2 separate regions of the Ovis canadensis genome follow, and region 1 is linked to region 2. Evidence: chromatin contacts called from public Hi-C data. All regions are on one chromosome and are shown on one strand. Each heading gives the region's core, a stretch centred on a gene start, on an enhancer-like site or on the middle of the called end of the contact. The rest is flanking DNA. Distances are from core to core; before and after follow the strand shown.

Evidence for each region. A called contact is a pair of places that touch in the nucleus more often than the background predicts.
Region 1: a contact with region 2 is called in a Hi-C map of lung, with 4 times the contacts expected there. The contact joins the promoter of LOC138423608 here to the enhancer-like site in region 2. A contact is called at or near these places in 2 of 2 Hi-C or Micro-C datasets (fibroblasts and lung).

What each region holds. Positions count from the first base shown.
Region 1 is chr18:72,341,182-72,347,637 of ARS-UI_OviCan_v2, reverse strand. LOC138423608 (interferon alpha-inducible protein 27-like protein 2) reads left to right here and starts at 4,848. Exons shown (of 4, transcript XM_069559698.1): 1 at 4,848-5,096; 2 at 5,228-5,257; 3 at 5,870-6,031. The coding sequence starts at 5,090.
Region 2 is chr18:72,242,881-72,250,117 of ARS-UI_OviCan_v2, reverse strand. OTUB2 (OTU deubiquitinase, ubiquitin aldehyde binding 2) reads right to left here. Exons shown (of 6, transcript XM_069559360.1): 2 at 277-372. Among named protein-coding and RNA genes, the nearest start is that of OTUB2, 8.5 kb to the right of the region's middle. Within about 2 kb of position 5,002, the one cell type or tissue checked has open chromatin away from gene starts, as enhancers often do. A contact at or near this core is called in fibroblasts, where this site is marked.

The sequences.
Region 1 (6,456 bases), core at 3,599-6,098, 98 kb before region 2:
AGTAGCTGTGGCTCAACGGTCCTAGAGTGTGGGCTCGGTAATTGTTGCGCGCAGGCTTAGTTGTTCCGCGGCATATGGCATCTCCCCAGACCAAGGATCGAACTTGTGTCTCCTGCACTGGTGGGTGGATTCTTATCCACTGTACCACCAGGGAAGTCCTCTCACCTATTTTAATCCAGAGCCCCTTGTCCTGCTTAAGAGAAGTCAGACAAGGGGATTCCCTAGGTGTCCAGTGGTTTGGACTCTGCACTTCCACTACAGACGGCATGAGTTCAATCCCTGGTCTGAGAATTCAGATTCTGTAAGCCTTGTGGTGCAGACAAAAAAAAAGTCACACAAGATCTGGCCTATGAAAAGGCAAAGAGGTGAAGCAGAGGGAAAATTTTGAGACTAAAATTGAGACACCATTACCCTGGCCCCCCGGCACTGTCCACAACAAGCAGAGTGACCTCAGGCAGGCACCCCTGTCTATGGGCTTCTGTCTCCCCAGCTGACCAGTGAGTGGGCAGGGCTCTCAGACTCTCTCACCTTCACCCCTCCAACCACAACATTCACTGGGGCTGAAGTCATCACTCATCAGTTGGACCCTTTTCGTCCTTCTTTTCCTGCCCAAGATCTGCATCTCTGGGTATGTTGGTCCTTTGATAAAGGCCAGAAAGCTTTGATCATAGAGAAAAGTACGGTTCATCCTCCTGACAGCAAGTCCAGAAGTTGAATGCCTGTCTCCAACTTTGCCTCCCTTTGTGAGTTCTCTGGGTGCCCTCAGCACAGTTGGTAAGAAGGGTCCTTCTTAAGCAAGAATTGCTTGGGGTCCAAAATGGTTGCATGGTTACCAGGAAAGACCTTAAGACCATAAGGTGGCAGGCGGCGCTAGCAGATACTATTTTGAGAATGGCTGGTAGGGTCCTTCAGTTTGATATACTTCAGAAAATTCAAGTTCTCAGTGATGCAGGAATGTGACTGGAACCACATCCACAATCCATACACATGACCTTGCTATCTAGAGAAGGAATCTTGTCTTGCACTGATGTCATGGGAAGGGGGAAAGCATCTATCCTTATCTTCAAAATGGACCTTCTAATCAACCTGGGAATTGCATTCTTTTTATTGTGGTACTTAAAGAAGATGCACCACAGATATCTGACCGGTCATAAGACAAGTCATGCTAGCTATCACAATGTTCAAGCCAAATCACATATAAGCCAAAATGACTTCCCCATACCACAATATGTGAAAATGTCTACCATCAACACCAACAGTTGTAAGTTGATAGCATGTACTTTTGATGCACTGTGATGAGAATGGCAATTTACCTCTGTGATCTTCCTCCACGAGACTTTTATCTAATCATGAAGGGAAATTTCAGACAAATCCCAGTGAGGGAACATTCTCCAAAATATCTGACCAGTACTGCTCAAAACCATTAAGGTCAACAAAAGCAAGGAAAGCACGAGAAACTGTCACAGCAAAGAAATACCCAAGTAGCCATGAAGACTAAATGTCATGTGATATCCTGGACTGGATCCTGGAACAGAAGGATGTTAGGTTAGAAATAAGAAAATCTGAATAAAGTATGATTTTGATAATAACATGCCAGCATTGGTTCATTCATTGTAACAAGTGTATCCTACTAATATATTAATAATAAGGGAAAACTGGGTGCAGGATATGTATGAACTCTCTGTACTATCTTTGCAATTTTTTCTTTGAAAATAAAGTTTATTTTAAAATATGTAGTCCTTATAGTGGTAAAGAACCCGCCTGCCAGTGTGGAGAAGTAAGAGACGCGAGTGTGATCCCTCGGTGGGGAAGATCCCTGGAAGAGGGCACAGCAACCCACTCCAGTATTCTTGCCTGGAGAATCCCATGGACAGAGGAACCTGGCAGGTCACAGTCCTTAGGGTTGCAAAGAATCGGACACAATTGAATCAAGTTAGCACACACAGACACATACAATGACAAAATTTTACCCAGGAATATGGAAAAAGAATAAGTAGAAAGACTTATCATCTTCCTGGATAAAAAAATTGCTTTTGTAAAAATATTTCTCCTTGAATATTTATTTTTAAAATGAGCTCAATTTCCATCAAAATAGCAAAAAAAGATTCTGAAATTGAAAAAAGATATTTGTAAATTTCATCTGAAGAACTAATAAGTAGGAAGAATCAGAAGTATTTTAAACCTAAATGAAAATGGTCACGGACATGAAATCAAATATTAAATGTATAAACATTAAAATGGTATTATATTGTTGCCAGAAGAGATCCTCATTAAGACAGAATAGAATATTCCAAAACAGGTACACTGGTTTATACACAAGCATGTGTATTTTGAATATAAGGTTAGAATTTCAAATCAAAGAGGAAATGGAAGATGATTTAATAAATGATGTTGGAATTTAATAAATGGTGTTTATATCTGAGCTCATTGGCTAAGACATACATAGATATGTAAAACACCCTATATGTACAAACTAAATTCCAGATGGATTAAAAAGTGAAGCCACAGAAGAACCGCTACCCCCACTCCCTCGAAATATAGGTGATGATGTATCTGATAGATAGCAGGAACAGCTTTTTTTAGACATACAAATAAAAAAATAACAAATTAAAGTACTAGTATATTCTCATAAATATTAAAAACTTTTCTACGTTAAAAAAGTCCCCCTACCCCCTTGAAAAAAAAGACAATAATGAAACAAAACTTTGCAACATCTATAAGAAAGAATTAAGATAGTTAAATATAAATAAATTCCTATATCTGTAAGGGAAAAATATAACACATCCAGGGAAGAAACATCCTAGAATACCAGACCGTATTCACAAATAAGACTGCATAAGCCTAAGTAACAGAAAAGTAATTTAGCCTGGGGTTTCCCTGATAGTTTAATGGTTAAGAATCCTCCTGCCAATGCAGGGGACATGGGTTTGATCCCTGATCCTGGAAGATCCCACATGGCACAGAGCAATAAGATCCCACATGGCACAACCACTGAGCCCACACACCCTAGAGCCTGTGCTCTGCAACGGGAGAGGCCCTTGCAATGAGAAGCCTGTCCCCTGCAACTAGAGAAAGCCCTCAGGCAGCAGGGAAGACCAGAGCAGCCAAAACTAAACTAACTAATTAATTTAGAAAATAATTTAACCTGATCAGCAGTAAAAAAAAGAAATTTAAATTAAAATGCCATCATTTTTTTTAACCTTTCATCAGAAAAGGGATTTTTTTGTTTTAACGACAAAGCTAATTGTTGGTTAAGAGTAGAGAAAAATAGATCCCCTCCCATACTTTTAGAGGGAGTATAAGCTGAAGCAATACTTTTGAAATATAACCTAACAAGAAAGTATCAATTGCCACAAGAAATGTTTAGTTTCTGACCCAGCAATTCCTCCTCCAGGACTATATTATCAGACATTACTTGAGCACTATGTCATAAGCACTTCAGGCCAGGATAAGCTATAGAGCAAAAATTTAAACCCTTAAACGTGGTGCAGGGAAGGGCTGATGCATCAAACTATAGTTTACCCCCAGGACAGAATGTCTGATGACAAGTGAAAAATCACATTGAAATTCTGAAAAAAAAAAAAAAACAAATGCACAGGGACAGAAACACATCAGAAGTGGCCAGAGGCAGGGGTCAGGGAGAAGTTGATTACAAATGACCTGAGAGAACTGGGGACTAGGGGGACTGGTGATGAAAACGTTCTGTATCTGAGCTGATGGTTGCACAACTGTAAAGGTTTGTCCAAACTCATAAAAATATACACTCAAAAGTTGAATCTGGGGGTTTCCCTGGCGGTCTCGTGGTTAAGATTCTGCCCTTCCACTGCAGGAGTCTCAGGCTCCATCCTTGGTCAGGGATCTTAATTCTGGCATGTCTCATGAAACACACTGCCCTCCCCCCCCACCCCCACCCCATTGAGTTTTACTCCGTGTAAATTACACCTCAATAAATATAACTTTTTTAAAAATCTGGTTGAAGAATATCAAACAACTTGTGCTTAGTCCCTCAGTTGTGTCTTTTTGTGACCCCAGGCTCCTCTGTCCATGGGGATTTTCCAGGCAAGGATACAGGAGTGGGTTGCTATGCCCTCCTCCAGGGGATCTTCGCAACCCAGGGATGTAACTCAGGACTCCCACATTGCAGGCAGATTCTTTACCCTCTGAACTACCAGGGAAGCCTATGAACACTGGAGTGGGTAGCCTATTCCTTCTGCAGGGGATCTTCCCCACCCAGGAATTGAATCGGGGTCTCCTGCATTGCAGGCAGATTTTTTTTACTAGCTGAGCTACCAGGGAAGCCCATTAAACAGCTTGGGGAAATATAAACGGTAGATTAAATAAGTAATTTGCAAAGTAGCATACAAGTGTGATTGGAACTTGGAAGTGAGGTTACAGGATGGAGATGTGGTGGTCTTGGCAAGACAGACTGGAAGGAAAAGCAGTAAGATCTACCAGTATCTCCCTCTGGAAGTGAATTAAATTTTCTCCTTGCGTTCTGTGTGTATTTATTTTGTTGTTGTTGTTATTTTTTTGTTTTTGGCCGAGAACGACTCGTCTGTCATCAGGGGGCAAAATGTTACACTTGGAACCCCGGTCCACTTGCAGCGTCTTTCGGGTGTTTTCAGGTTCTTTTCCCTTTGGTGGGGCCACCAAACCAGAGAGAATCCCATTCGGGCGGGGGGGCAACCACCGGTGGGTAGAAGAGAGCCGGAGGAGAGGGGCAGGTGAAGAGAAGGACCAGTGGGGTGAAGGTGGGGGGCGGGCGAGTAAGACCCGGGGGTAGGGATGGGAAGCGGGTGGGGGCGGGCGAGCAGGAGAGCAGAATGTGCTTCCTGGCAACCCACTCCAGTGTTCTTGCCTGGAGAATCCCAGGGACGGGGGAGCCTGGTGGGCTGCCGTCTATGGGGTCGCACAGAGTTGGACACGACTGAAGCGACTTAGCAGCAGCAGCAGCAGCAGCAGCAGAGTCTAATTGGGGCAGAGATGCTGCGAGGGGCCGACCGCTTCCCCATTGGTTCCTCGGACAATCACAGCACCTCCTGGATCTTAGTCATTTCCTGAGCTCAGCTGCTGCGAAGAGGGCATCGCCATGATAAGTGAGTTTCTCCTTCCCATCAGGGGACGTCCTGGGCAGGGGGCGGCCCTCCCAGACCCCAACCCACCAAGGGCCAGAGGACTCGCTTCTTTCCCTCAATACTTCAACCAACTCTCTCTCCTCTCTCTCAAGAACGAGCGGCGGCCGCTGCGATCGGAGGAGGTGACTTCCCTGCATCCCTGCATCCCTGTGTCGCCAGGCCTTCACCTGGCCCCGGTCCGGGGATGGACGGGAGGCCTTAGAAAGGGGACACTCCCCACCACTCCTGGAGCCGCTGGGGTGACTGCTAGGGACCAAGAGCGGTGCTCCCTAGGAAGAGGACCCCGCGATCCCCCACGTAGATGCTCCTCTAGTCCTTATATGTAAAGAGCATGTAGAGAAGGTTTCATTTGAAAGGGTATTTGCTGCTAAAGCCAGCAGTGGTTTATTGGTTTATTTCACCCCCACACTGACACACACACACACGCACGCACACACACGCACGCACGCACACGCACGCAGACCTGAAGCCCAGGAAGGGGTGGTGACTTCCCCGTTGCCACACTGCAAGTTGGAGACTCAAATAGGTGCCTCCCCTAAACTACTGTCCCTAGCTGGCTCCACAGCCCCGCTCCCATACCATTTTTTTTTTTTTTTAACCTTGGGACATTTCTCCAAGCGGCTGTCCCCGTCTGCTCCAAGCAGACAGTCCCCAGAAACTGTCAAGGATTCCTAAAGGGGGGTCCACTCCCCTCAGCCCATGCCCCCGACCCCAAAGCTCCTCTCTCCCTGCAGCCCTGGCGGTGGCGGCGGTGCCCGCGGTGCTGGGCGCCGTGGGCTTCACGGGGGCTGGAATCGCCGCCTCCTCCTTAGCGGCCAAGATGATGTCAGCGGCCGCGGTGGCCAATGGGGGCGGAGTTGCCGCCGGCAGCCTGGTGGCCACTCTCCAGTCCGTGGGTAAGGGGCTGGGCCGGATGAGGGGCGGGAGGAACAGAGGGGAGGAGGGTCCGACCAGCACAAGTGTCGCCCGAGGCTAAGCCTGCGGGAGGGCCGGTCCCTCCCCTCCAGTTTCGTGGTCCTCAAGGTCCCTGGTTCTCTGTCTCTCCCTCACTGTTCTCCTGAGTCCTGGGTGAGCCTTGCAGGCAGGAGTGGAGTGGAGGGGTGAGCGGGTCCTGGGAAAGAGAAGAACGGAGGGTCCCAGGGTTTGTGACAGCTGGGCTCTAGGTCTTTGTTTTTGTTGTTTAGTCGCTAAGTCGTGTCCGGCTGTTTGTGACCTCATGGACTGTAGCCCACCAGGCTCCTCTGTCCTTGGGATTTCTCAGGCAAGAATGCCAGAGTGGGTTGCCATCTCCTTCTCCAGTGGATCTTCCCAACCCAGGAAT
Region 2 (7,237 bases), core at 3,753-6,252:
TGAAATGTGGGTAATAAAAGTCCTGACCTTGCAATCCTGTAATGAGGTCAAAAACTGCTGGTTTTTTTCGTTTTTGTTTTTTTTTTTTTTTTGCAACTAAAGGATTTCTCACTAAGGTAAATATGCTCAACACTGCATTATTCTGGGAGGCTTTAATTTGTCCAGGAACCTGGTCCAAAGGCAAAGCCTTTTTACCTTCAAAGTGGTACCTTTGTCTCTGCTCCCAACTCCAGCCCATTTCATCTAGGCTCCCCTCCTCCTGACCCTCTGCCTTACCTGGATTTTCCTCTGGTAGATTCTGTTTTCAGGATGATCCCGAAGAATTGATAGAATGTCACATTTTTCTGATATTAGGTTGAAAGATGTTTCACTCTGAAAGACAGAAAAAAGGAGCAAAGCTGTGACAATTTCAAAAGCAACTGCAGGACTTTCACCAATAGAAAGCCCACCGCGTGCTGGCTGCAGGATGTTACCTTCCCTGGACAGAAGCACCTGCGAGTATGTGACTAGCAGCCCAGAAGCCAGGGTCCCCGGCAGGAGTCAGGGTCAGCCCCATCGTGAAAGGCGTTATCATCTTGTAAGTCCTTTCGTTTTAAATTTTTTGGAAATATTTACTTAGTTGGCTGTGCTGGGTCTTAGTTGCAACACATGAACTCTTAGCTGTGGCATGTGGGATCTAGTTCCCTGACCAGGGATCGAACCTGCTACCCTGGCATTGGCAGTGCAGAGTCTTAGCCCCTGGACCACCGGGGAAGTCCCTCATCTTGTAATTTCTGAACTGACTCATTTTATAGACTATAATACATCGGTGCACAAAAATAAATGCAAAATGGTTTAAAGACTTAAATGTAACACCCGAAACCATTAAAATTCTAGAGGAAAACACAGGCAGTATGCCGTTTGACGTTGGTCTTAGTTGTATTTTTGGGGGATCTGTCTCCTCAGGCAAGGAAAACACAAACAGAAACAAACAAATGGGACTACATTAAAACAAAAAGCTTTTCATCTGGGAATCTGTTTCCTGTGCGTGTAAACTCACCTCTTCTGAACATTTCATACAAATGGAATCATATGATTGGTCTTTTATGACTGATTTCTTTCACTTAATGTATTTAAGAAGCATCCATGTTGTACCACATATCAGTACTTGTTTCCTTTTTGTTGTCAGATAATATTCTATGGTACAGTATACCATATTTTGTTCCATTTGTCAGTTGATGGATTTGGGGGTTGTTTCCACTTTGGGGCTATTATGAATAAAGTTACTATGAATATTCCTGTTTAGAAAAAAAAAAGTTTTTGCACAGCAAAGAAACTTTCAACAAAAGGAAAAGGCCACATACTGAAAAGAAGAAGATATTTGCAAATGATATATCTGAATAAGGAGTTAATATCCAAAATATATAAAGAATTCATACAACTCAACATCCAAGACACACACAACCCAATTGAAAAATGGGCAGAGGATCTGCACAGATATTTTTCCAAAGAAGACATATGGATGGCCAACAGGTCCATGAGAAGATTTTCAACACCGTTAACCATCAGGGAATCAAAACCACAATGAGGTATCACCTCACCTCTGTTAGAATGGCTGTTATCAAAAAGACAAATGACAAGGTTGGTGGGACTTCCCTTGTGGCTCAGCTGGTAAAGAATCTGCCTGCAATGCAGGAGACCTGGGTTTGATCCCTGAGTTGAGAAGATCCCCTGAAGAAGGGAACGGCTACCCACTCCAGTATTCTGGCCTGGAGAATTCCATGGACTGTACAGTCCACGGGGTCACAAAAAGTTGGACACAACTGAGCAACTCTCACTTTCTAACAAGGTTGGTGAGAATGTGGGGAAACGGGGACCCGGGGTGCACTGCTGATGGGATTATAAGCTGGTATAGTCATATAAGGAGAACAGTGTGGAGATTCCTCAGACAAATTAAGACAGAACTATCATATGTCATTCCACTTCAGGGTATGTATCCAAAGAAAACAAAAGCACTCTTTAGGAAAGATACAGGCACCACTATGTTCATTGAAGCACTGTTTACAATAGTCAAGATGTGGAAGCAACCTAAGTGCCCATCAATAGGTGAATGGATAAAGATGTGGTGTAGAATATGCAATGGAAATATTCAGTCACAAAAAAGAATGATATATTTCTCTTTGCACCATCATGGATGGACCTAGGGATCATCACACTGAGGAAGTTAAAATAGTGAAAGGCAATATTACATGATATCACCTGCAACGTGAAATCTAAAGAAATGAACAAAACAAAAACAGGGTCACCGATACAGAGAATGAACAGGTGTTTGCCAGAGGGGAGGGGGTTGGCGGGGAGGAGAGAAACAGGTGAGTGAGATTAAGAGGTACTAAACAGAAGAGATGAGTCATGGGTATGAAGTATACAGTGAGGGGAGTATACTCAATAATTATGTAGTATCTTTGGTGACAATAACTAAGCTTACCATGGTGATCATCCTGAAGTATAGAGAACCAGTGAATCGTTATGTGGGGTAACAGGAACTAACATAGAGCTGTAGGTCAATTATACTCCAAAAACAAACTCATAGAAACAGAGATCAGATGTGTGGTTACCCGAGGCAGGGGTGGGATCACAGGGAACTGGAGGAAGGGGGTCAAAAGGTTCCAGTTACAAACTTCCAGCTGTAAGATAAACAAGTACTAGGGACGTAATGTACAACATGATAAATATAATTAACAGTTGTCTATGAACTTTGTAGAGTTTAATGGCACCCCACGCCAGTACTCTTGCTGGGAGAATTCCATGGACAGAGGAGCCTACAGTCCATGGGGTCACAAAGAGTCAGACAGGGACTGAGCGACTAACACAAGAGAGTAAGTCCTAAGCGTTCTCATCAGAGGAAAAATCTTTTCTATTTTTTTAAATTTTGTGTCTTTACAAAGATGAGGGATGCTCACTAGACGTGCAATCATTGCATGATCTACGTAAGTCAAATCTCTGTGCTGTATACCTTAAACTTACGCACTGCTGGATGTCAATAACACTGGAAGAAAAAAGAATATAGTAACTCAAGCCTACTGAGCCTCCATACTGTAAGGAGGCTCCATACTCCCCTTGTCTTCTCCTGACCTTCCTGTCTCACTCATTCATTCCTTCTTCTATTCATCCGACAATACCCAACCAGTCTGCACCAAGCACTGTGTTATTCAGTCGCTCAGTGGTGTTTGACCTGAAAACACAGAGGTTAAACCATCTAGCACCACCTACTGGTGAAAGTTCATATTGCAGCCCATCTCTGGGTGGAGGTCAGTTTCCACCCAGAGAGAGAAATCAGGACCTCAGTGGCACCCCACTCCAGTACTCTTGCCTGGAAAATCCAATGATGGAGGAGGCAGGTGGGCTGTAGTCCATGGGGTCACTAAGAGTTGGACACAACTAAGCGACTTCACTTTCACTTTTTACTTTCATGCATTGGCGAAGGAAATGGCAACCCACTCCAGTGTTCTTGCTTGGAGAATCCCAGGGGCGGGGGAAGCCTGGTGGGCTGCCATCTATGGGGTCGCACAGAGTCGGACACGACTGAAGCGACTTAGCAGCAGCAGCAGAGAGTGGAGAAGTCATCTAATGGCAAAAGGAAGACCCAAGGCCAGGGGAAGGGTAGGACCCATCTGTTCTAACAGCTAATCTCCCACAGGCTTGTCTCTGCCTCATGTTTTTCCTGCTCAGACGAGGGTTCAGGGCAGTGGGAGCTGCACCCCCATCTCCAACCCCCACCCCCTGCCCCGGGAAAGGCTCTGATTTCATCAGGAATATGATGTTAAAATATAATGTGAAAGCCACTTGTAGTTTGTAGTTAAAATAAGTAGCCTTGATGAGAACCGACTGTATGGCTCAGGGAACTCTCCTCAATGCTCTGTGGTGGCCTAAAAGGGAAGGAAATTTTGAGTATAACCTTACTAGCGTGTGAATGAGCACAGCTTGGACAGTAGCTTGGCCAGTCTTTGGCACTGCCAAAGAATAAGTCCCATTATTTACCTACCTACGTCAGTCAAAAAAAGGCTTGTTTTTTACACACAGCTGACTTAAAATGCTGGCTTGGGTCTTTTTAAATGAAGGATGATGACAAAGGACCACAGCTGTATTGAACACTCGCACTTGGACGTCCCCCCGCCGCAATAAAACCCAACAAACGGTGAGGGAAAAGGCACAAACTCAGTTCTATTTGATGAGCAGTTTCTGAGACAATGTCACTGGCAGAGTGGAAAGCGGTATAAAGAATGAATCCTAAATACGGAGCGACAAGTACTGGGTTGGCCAAAACTTTGTTCGAGTTTTTATAACATCATATGGACACACCTGAACGAACTTTTTGGCCAAGCCAATATTTCAGATGGTAGAAAACTGCCAGTCAAAATGAGAACGTGAAAGGTGGGTCAGGAAGGGGACCCACAGGCCTCATACCAGGGAAGCCTACCTGGGTTTTCCACTCGCCACAGCCGTATCATTTTTGCAAAGTAAATAGCAAATTTACTTAGGCTATTTAAAACAGTCAATTTAAAAGGAAAACATTAAACAGCAGTTTGGGGGTGGGGAGGGGCTCACACTTAGGGTTCAAGAGACCCACCGTCAGCCCCAGGCGTTTTGTCAACTTTCCCCCTTTATCTCCCATCCCTGTTCCCATCCTGCCACCCCCCATCCTTTATAGGTATTCCCTATGTCTTTCAATATGTCTTTTTAAAAATACCAAGTTGTTTTATGTATGCATGCGTTTTAAATGTGCAGACAAATTATTCTATAGGTATCGTGGCCTTTTCTCTTCATTCAATACTATTTAAGATCCACCCTTTTTGACAAATGGCGCTCAGGTTGGTTGCCCTGCCCAGCAGTGAAGCCTTGAGTTGGCTCCAGCGCCCCCTCGTGGCCCCATGTGTGTTTACAGGGCCAATGGGAGGGGTGAGTGAGTTTCTACTTTGGCACGTCCAGGGTGACTCAAGTCAGCCCAAGTGGCCCCCGCCCCACTTACCATAAGCATGGCCCTCGTCACATGGCTGGAAGAACAGCCTCAGCTCACTGGCCCATAAACCAAGTACAGTACTCTGCATTTGACCTTGGCTGACTGTAATTGGTGGTTTTTTAAATCGTGGCCAAAAATTTCCAGGGTGTTATGGGACAGGGACTGGCCTCGCCTGACAATGTTGCGTCAGACCTCATCAGGTCACTTAAAAGGATTTTAGCCTTTAGCTGCTGATTTGCAAACAGGTGCTAATGAATTAGGTCAGGCAGATAGCACCTCTACTCTGAAACAGTTTTGAGCTGCTAAGTGGAAGAATATATTTCAAAGTGGAGAAGGATGTTTCTCTAATCACTGACTCCTCCCCAGAGACCCCGGGAACTAACCAGATGCACTAGAATGGGGGCTTGGTGTTTAGACCAGATCTGAGTACTTGTCGGGGTCCTCTCATCTCCTACCTTTGGAGACTATAGAACCAGCATGTCACCACCTACTGGGGTCCTGCTGACCCTGCCCTTGATCCCCACCCCGCGTCCAGACACCGCCCACCTCCAAATGGAGGGAAGGCAAGTTCCCCCCTGCTTCCCTCGGTTTTCTCGCCAAAGCCTCTACACGTCTAGAACCTCTCCACATAGCCCCAGGAGTTCCTCAACCAGCCTGAGACTAACGAAAAACCAGGTTGACCCCAGCCCTCCACCTCTACCCTCATCCACGGATCCTGCTCCACGGGGGCGGCATTTGAAGTTCCGAAGGCTTCCGGTAAAGATGTGACCCGCCAGGGCCCAAGGGAGGGCCCATTGCCAGGGCGATGTCAGAAATTGCGCCCCACAGCTGCTGCCTGCCCCCTCCCCGCCCATGGGAACCCCATGCGCCCAGCACTGTGCGAGCGCCTCCAGGGACCCCCCCCCCAGGAGATAATGGGGTGACAAGGAGCTGTGGGGCAGGGAGGGGCCAGGCTGAAAGGACTGGGCTCTGGCAGCTCGGGCCCACAGACCTTAAGGCTCTGACCCACAACATGTGTGAACCACGCGCGCCCCCTGCCCCTCCAGTGAGTTCTCCATGGGCCCCTCCTGGAACAGGTACAGCTCAGGGTTGGAAGCCAGCCCCCGTGAGCTTTCAGGAGAGGTGATATGAAGCTCCACGGGGACGGGGTCCCTTGTCACTTCTGTCACCGTACTCCTGGAACAGCTGCTGGTCCCCAGCAGGCACGACGTACCCGCTGATTGATGCGTTACCTTTGCTGGGAGGTCACCGTATGCCAGGTGCTGGGGATAATCTCACTTAAGCCTCACAGTAGCTCTGTTTTACACATAGAAACTGAAGCCCAGAGAGGTCAAGCTGTTGGCCTCAAGTCACACAGTGAAGCGATTCAGGAAGAAACTGGGACCCTGGTCCCCCAGCACATTAAAGGTATTCCACAGACCTGTGCCTTTCTGACCCTCTCCCCCTCCACGAAGAGAGCCCACCTGGCCCTCAGCTGTGCTCTGTCGTCACTTCCTGATGGCTCCTTAATAGCCAGGCCTCAGGCTTATGCCTCTACCTACAACCCGCCCCCCCACCACCCATGTTGTATCCTGCGGTGCCTCTGTGGGCACCCCTGGTCCAGGCTCTGAGGTGCTGGTGGGCCTCTCCTGGGTCCACCCCGAGGCCTGGTGGGCAAGGCCAGCCCTTGGCCTGCCCGACCTCCCTCTGAGGCTGCTCTGCTGGCGGGGCTGACCCCGGGCCATGACTCAGCCTTGTTAACCAGGCCCAGACTCCCAGAAGCCACAACTCAGTGCATGGTCTGACCTCAAGCTACCAACTCCTCCATGGCAGGGGCCAGAGCCTGCAGCCTCACCACCAGTGGGGCAGGACCCAGAATGCAGTCCGCCGCCCCTCTCAAAAGGTCCCTGTCATTTCTAGAGGCTCCCCGTGGCTCCATACCTGGCCTTGCCTGCCTAGTGCTGGGGTCTCCATAGCGGGCTGTTTGCAGGGGCCGGAAGGAAATGCCTTTTAATCTGATTTTTACTGGAGTATGGTTGCTTAACAATGTTGTGTTCGTTTCTGCTGAACAACAAAGTGAATCAGCCACATGTATGCATATATCCCCTCCCTCCCACAGCCCCCACCCCCGCCTCCACCGCAGGTTATCACAGAGCACCGGGCAGAGCTCCCTGTGCTAAACAGCAGCTTCCCACTCGCTATCTGTTTTACATATGGTAGCGTGTATATGTCAATTCTATTCTCCCAGTTTGCTCCACCCTC